Linked DNA regions of Mus musculus: region 2 is linked to region 1. Evidence: chromatin contacts called from public Hi-C data. All regions are on one chromosome and are shown on one strand. The core of a region is the stretch at or near the end of the contact, and the rest is flanking DNA. Distances in the headings are between cores, read along the strand shown.

Evidence for each region. A called contact is a pair of places that touch in the nucleus more often than the background predicts.
Region 2: a contact with region 1 is called in a Hi-C map of the N1E-115 cell line, with 10 times the contacts expected there. The contact joins the promoter of Pcp4 here to the enhancer-like site in region 1. A contact is called at or near these places in 7 of 39 promoter capture datasets (the C10 cell line, cranial neural crest, embryonic stem cells and 4 more), 5 of 484 Hi-C or Micro-C datasets (ECoMG myeloid progenitors, the N1E-115 cell line, cardiomyocytes and 2 more) and 1 of 9 other capture datasets (adipose tissue).

What each region holds. Positions count from the first base shown.
Region 1 is chr16:96,398,193-96,401,108 of GRCm38.p6, forward strand. The region is part of intron 8 of Igsf5 (immunoglobulin superfamily, member 5); the gene reads left to right. Among named protein-coding and RNA genes, the nearest start is that of Gm32358, 27 kb to the right of the region's middle. Within about 2 kb of position 1,484, at least 15 of the 459 cell types and tissues checked have an H3K27ac peak or open chromatin away from gene starts, as enhancers often do. A contact at or near this core is called in the N1E-115 cell line and hippocampal neurons, where this site is marked.
Region 2 is chr16:96,466,069-96,468,984 of GRCm38.p6, forward strand. Pcp4 (Purkinje cell protein 4) reads left to right here and starts at 1,538. Exons shown (of 3, transcript NM_008791.3): 1 at 1,538-1,722. The coding sequence starts at 1,714.

The sequences.
Region 1 (2,916 bases), core at 234-2,733:
CTGACCTGAGCCAGCTAAGTCATGAGCAACATGCAACTTGCAGTTTGTTCTCTTAGATGGAGTCTCTAAGACCTGAGTTAGCTCTGCGGTCCTGGCTACCTGAATCTGTGTAATGCACACCTACACTGGGCCCTTGGGCCCTTTGTCTCTTGGAAGAATGCTGGGTGCTGGGTTTGAAAGTCAGGAGAATAAGTGTGGTTTGCTATGCATATAAGGTCTGTGGCCATGAGGTTGAGAGTGGGGAAGATCTGGTTGGGACTGGAGTTTGGGTGGAGATGGGGAAAGTCCTTGGTCAGGAATATGTTTGGAACCTCTTGGAGGTTGGAGCTGTCACTGTCAGATTGCTAAGAGACAGGGTTTGGGTAGAAAGAGCAAATGTGGAATGCTTCTGAGGTCTCCATGAGATGTCATCATGGAGACTCAGCGTGCAGTTGAATGTGTAAGTCTGTCGTGTTTGCTGGACAAGACAATAATTAAACTGTGAGAACACAGTATGCTCCTTTTCTAATACAGAGTCAGCACTGGTTGTCATACATGTGTCAGTTGGAGTTAATATGGAGGAAATATTTTATATCTTAAAAATTGGCAAAACATAACCATCAACTTTCTCTGACCTGTACAAGTGAAACTCCTAGAAAGATGCATGCCCTGAGGTCCCCAGGTAGGAGGCATTCTCTTCTCATTCCTTTTGAAGAAGCTGCTCCAGACCTCTAAATCACTCACGGTATGGTTTGATCTGTGCAGTGACTGCTGTTGCCTTGTGGCGGTGGCATCGAGTGTGTTGTCTTTGTGGTCCCTGATTATTCTTTTTGGACATAATGGATTGACTTATATTTCCAGGCAACCTCTGGACTGTGTTTTGTCTCCCCATCTCTGGGATCCAGCTGCCTGCCTGCATTCTGCTAATGACACAGACCTTTCAGGCTTTAAGTGGGTAGGAGGGTCTGCTGATGCTCAGTTAGATAACATGGAAACTTAAATCTTGTTAGGGGGACACAGAAAGCCAGCAGAGGATATGGGGGCAGGGCGGGGGTGGTAGGGGTGGGACTGTGGCACAAATGAAGGTGGGTCTCAGTGACAGAGTACTAACTCCTAGTACACACTGCAGTCACTTCCTCAAGCTAAGTGGCAGGGAAACAAAGAGATCAGTTTTTCTCATTACAGCAGATCCTGGACTTGTGCATCTTTGGATGGATCTGGACGAAGCGGGGAGGGGGGCTGGGGTTGCAGAGGAGACAGGGTTTCTTTAGAAGCACTCATCTGGTAACCAAGAGGTGGCAGTTAACGGGAACAGTGCGCAGGCTGTGGAGAGTGTTTTATGTCCAGTCCTGGTGGCTCGCCCTGAGTTGGATCATGAGTTGATAAGGACAGGCTGCTGAGGGGCTCCCTGCCACCCAGCTGCAAGTGTGGTGTGTAAGATACTCTTGTTGTTGCTTGGACAGAAGGCCAGGTAAAAGCATTGTAGCACTTCAAACACTAGTACTTCAAACATTGTAGCACTTCATGAATGCCAGGTCCCTCAGCTCAGTTCAGTCTGGGAGTCTCCTGAGGGTGATGGGCAGTGTTTCTCAGAGCTTTTGTCTCCTGTAAGGATGTTATAGTCTGTGTACCGTCCATCCTCCAGCCCTCTTCCACTCAGCACTGATCTGTTTCCAGTTTACCCTGGCAAGGTAGGAAATGTGGCTGAGAGTGTACCCTTGTCTTTTCTCTGTTTCTTCTGAGGCTTCAGTGTGGCTCCAGTTTGTCACAGGCCCCCCCCCCCCCTTTACTACGAGGGCATTTCTGTACATGCCCTGGCCTCCAGCTCTTCTCCAGCTTAGGATGCTGGCTAGTCAGGGTTCAGGGTTATTGACTACAAGCTGTACTGTTTTGAGGACCCGGCCCCCTCTTTCATCCAGATCATAGTCTGAAAGGGCTGTAGTCTAAACTGAGCTCTCTAGCTGTGAGCCGGCCTGCAGCCAGTACTCTTCCTCATCTGGGTTACTGAGGAGCTCATTGGGCCAGAAAAATGGCTTATCCATAGAGACACAGGGTGCTACCGGCAACAGAGGCTCCTGCTTGTTGCTAATAGGACTTGGAGCAGGCAAAAGCTTGGCTCTGTAAACAGCACAGCAACTGCCAAGCAGGAGCTCAGGGCTACGTACAGCTCAATAGATGGCAGCATTTGGGGGCTATTTGGAGGTTTCCTGTCAATGCCCCAGCTTCCAGTACCTCTGAGCACCACACACCTGAGTCTCCATCTCTAGGCTGGTGAAAGCTGCTACATATGTATCTTCATCCTGGACTATGTGGCATGACTCTAATCACAGCCTATATCCAACAGTTACCCTGCGGCAGGCTCACTTTTGGAAGGCTGAGAGACCCCATCTGACAGAGCAGCTCCCGCAACTCTTTCCTGTTCTTTGTCTTTCCAGTTGAAGTCTAGAGTGCTATTGTCCAATGCCATGGAGTAGATATGTGAGGGTGATGCTCTTGAGTCAAGCCCTTCATCATTTTCTGATAGTTTCAGTGCAGAGGCCCTTTTAAGACTTCTAAGGGTAAGGATTGTCACAAGGACAGAGTGTTAGGGGGCTGTAGAAAGCTAGCCACTGTGGCCAGAATCTTAAGTAGGACAGTGGCTGCTGTGGATCACCGCAGAGGATGGTAAGCTTTATCAATGGTGCAAGATATAGACTTTCAGAACTGCTTAATCCCCCATTGCCCGGAACTCCTTTTTGTTCAACCCCACGTGGGGTCTTCCTAGAGTATTGGAGTATTCAAGATTTATTTGTTTTATGTGTATGGGTGTTTTTGCCCACATGTGTATATGTGTATCTTATATGTGCGGTGCTGTCAGAGAAACCAGAATAGTGCGCCAGAACTCATGGGAGTGAAGTTATTGATGATTGTGAGTCACTATATAGTTTCGAGGAAGGG
Region 2 (2,916 bases), core at 288-2,787, 68 kb after region 1:
CTGGCTTAGGTTAGGGACCCATAGGAGCTGTGGGTGAAGCTCTTGTCTTCCTCTCCCTGTTCTCTCACACCCCGACATGTGCACACCCCTACATGTGTGTACTACAGTTTCTGGCCATGCCCTTTCCATTTGGAGACACACAGAGGATGCCATGATGTTAGAACTTGGAACAGAAAGCTGGCAACTCGGGAAGGAGAATGCAGCTGAGCCGAGAAGAGGGAATCAGTAGACGGGGGTGTCGTGCAGGTCTTTCTGGGTACAGGAGGCACTGGGACAGGTATTGGGGGCACCAAGGAAGGTTTGGGGGGCCCTCAACATGGTCTTGCTAGTCATGTTGATATTCACCATGATCAGCTGGGGCATACACTCTAATGCTGCTTATCTGGCAGACACCACACTTCCAGGCTCACAAGGTCTGGACTGAGAGGTATAAAAAGGAGCTGCTTTCCCCAATGGCTCATCAGGGCCAAAGTGAGGAGACCTTTTATGGGGTCCTGTCCCTAGGTGGGGCTGTCACAACCCTAAGTGAAAACAGATGTTTTCTCTCATGTCACTGCCAAGTGGGATTCAAGACTGCTGGACTCCAAAGGTCACTACAGACATGTCCTTCCACTCTAGGGTCCAAGCAGACAGACAGATTGGGGGGGGGACTCTAAACAGAGGGTGGTCAACTCTAAAGTCTGAAGCTGGTGCCCCCAAAGGGGGCCGGGAACAGCTGGGAGCCCAGAGGGATAAGAACCACTCCATACAAAGTTTCCCATTGCTCTTCAATGAGAAACAGAGTCTGTCAATTATAGACATGTAAGATACAGTCCCAGAGGGTGTGAGTCCTGCACCTCCCAGTCCATCGGCAGGGGCAGTCCTGTGACCATCAGTGTGCCTGTGACTGTTATGTTTCTCTCTCCTTTAAATTAAAAAAATAAAAATAAATAAAACCTTCCAAAGCAACAGGTTTCCTTGTGGCATTTCAAACGTCTTGAGTTTCAGTTGGCTGTCCCCACCCCTTCTTCTCCACCATTTCTTGCCCCTCCTCCCCATTTATTTCTTTCTATCCCCAGTATTCCCTGTTCAATCTCATATCACAAGTCGTAGTTTACCCTCCCCACCCCCACCCCTTGAACCCACCCTCATTCAAATAAACACATCAGTAAAAAGTTGAAGTCAGGATCTCCATATGAGCAGGGAAATTTGTCCTTCTGAGTCTGGCGTACCTCACTTGCTGTAATATTTCCCATTTTCTTCCATCTTGCTGCAAATGTCATGATTTCCCCCCTTCCCCCGTTTTTTAATGGCTTAAAATCTTCTATACTGCAGCTTGATTATCCTTTTGACTGCTGATGGGCATCTAGAACGAGTCTCTTTCCTTGCTATTGTGACCTGATCAGCCATGATCATGGATGACCAAGTATCTCTGCAGCAGGGTATAGAATCCTTTTAGGGTGGATGCTTTGGTGTGCAGCAAATTCCTTGGTTCCTGGATGGAAACGGAGCAGAGACCTGCCACGCAGTTCCACTGTGCTCCACTAGGTGGCTCTTTGCGCTCTCGGATGTCTGCAGGCGTTCAGACAGGTGAATGCCTCTCATTGGTTGGCGGGAGGCATGATGCCACCCAGCAGCTCTTTTTAAGAGAAAAGCCAGGACCAGGGAAGCAGCCACCCCTGAGCATTGCCTTCTGAGCTGTTCTGTGGGACCTAGCTGCGGAGTCAGGCCAACATGAGTGAGGTGAGCAATCCTTCCACTCTCACAGGGAAACCGCAGAGTGAGAAGGCTCTGCCCCTGTGGGATTCTCAGAAACCCAAAAGGTGCCCAGTGGGGCTGAGGGGTAGATGGATCCTGTTATTATTTGCTTTGAGCATAGGCTGTCTTGATAGCTTTGTTTGAATGCAGTGTAGAAATTTGCTAAGTTTGCAACTTTTGAAATTAGCCTTAGAAAGAGAAAGGGATGTAGGTATATTGTTTCTGATCTATGACTTAGGATTTTGTACCTCTGAAGAGAAAGCCAGTTATTTGATTCTTTCATGAATATTTGTGCTTTCTCCAGGGAGTGCGTCCTCACGTGTTTCCTTGGGATACAATCTGAATGTTAGCAGACAGTGCTAGCCACCTGGGAAATCCGGTCTCAGAAAAGAGGTGGGGAAGGGGGTTAGGATTTGTGCCTAAGTGCAGCTCTTGCAGAATCATTGTCTGTGACAGGGCTTGCAGTTAATCAGTTAATCAGAGCCCTGGAAAACATTCGGAGTCCAAGCTTGAGTGTGTGTGTGTGTGTGTGTGTGTGTGTGTGTGAGAGAGAGAGAGAGAGAGAGAGAGAGAGAGAGAGAGAGAGAGAAACTGCTACCTCTGAGGCATCAGGGAGTGTTGGCAAAAGAGCTCATTTTAAACCCAAGACCCTTTTCTGATTAAATGTATATAGAATATACAAGCTGGTGGCTTGCATATTTTTCTTTTAAAAAGCAACTGTAATCTCTCCCACAAGATTTGGGGTTACACAGTGCTATCCTCTTCAACTAGATGCCCAGCCAAGTCTGTTTTCATTTCCTCTCACTTGATACTTAATTACTGTGAAAGATCTGTTATCTTCTTTGTATTTTATTTAAAAAAAATGTTTGACAGATGGGTGATCTTTTTTTGGAAGTCTAGAGTAGAATTAACAACTTCAGAAATCAAATGTCTCCTCGCAGCTCCTCTCTCCTCTATGGACAGCTTTGGATCCAAACAACAGGCAGAAGGGCAAGGTGGTGCAGCACCCAGGCACAGGACTTGGGAGAGAGCCAAGAGCTTGGGGGAGGAGGAGGGTGGATCTGGGCTGGGAGATGGGAGTCTCCTGGCAACCCTGGGAACAGAAGCCACAGTGACAGCCATTGGTTGCCTCATGGTGTAAATGCTGAGAGCAGTGCCAAGCACTCCCACATGTGTCCC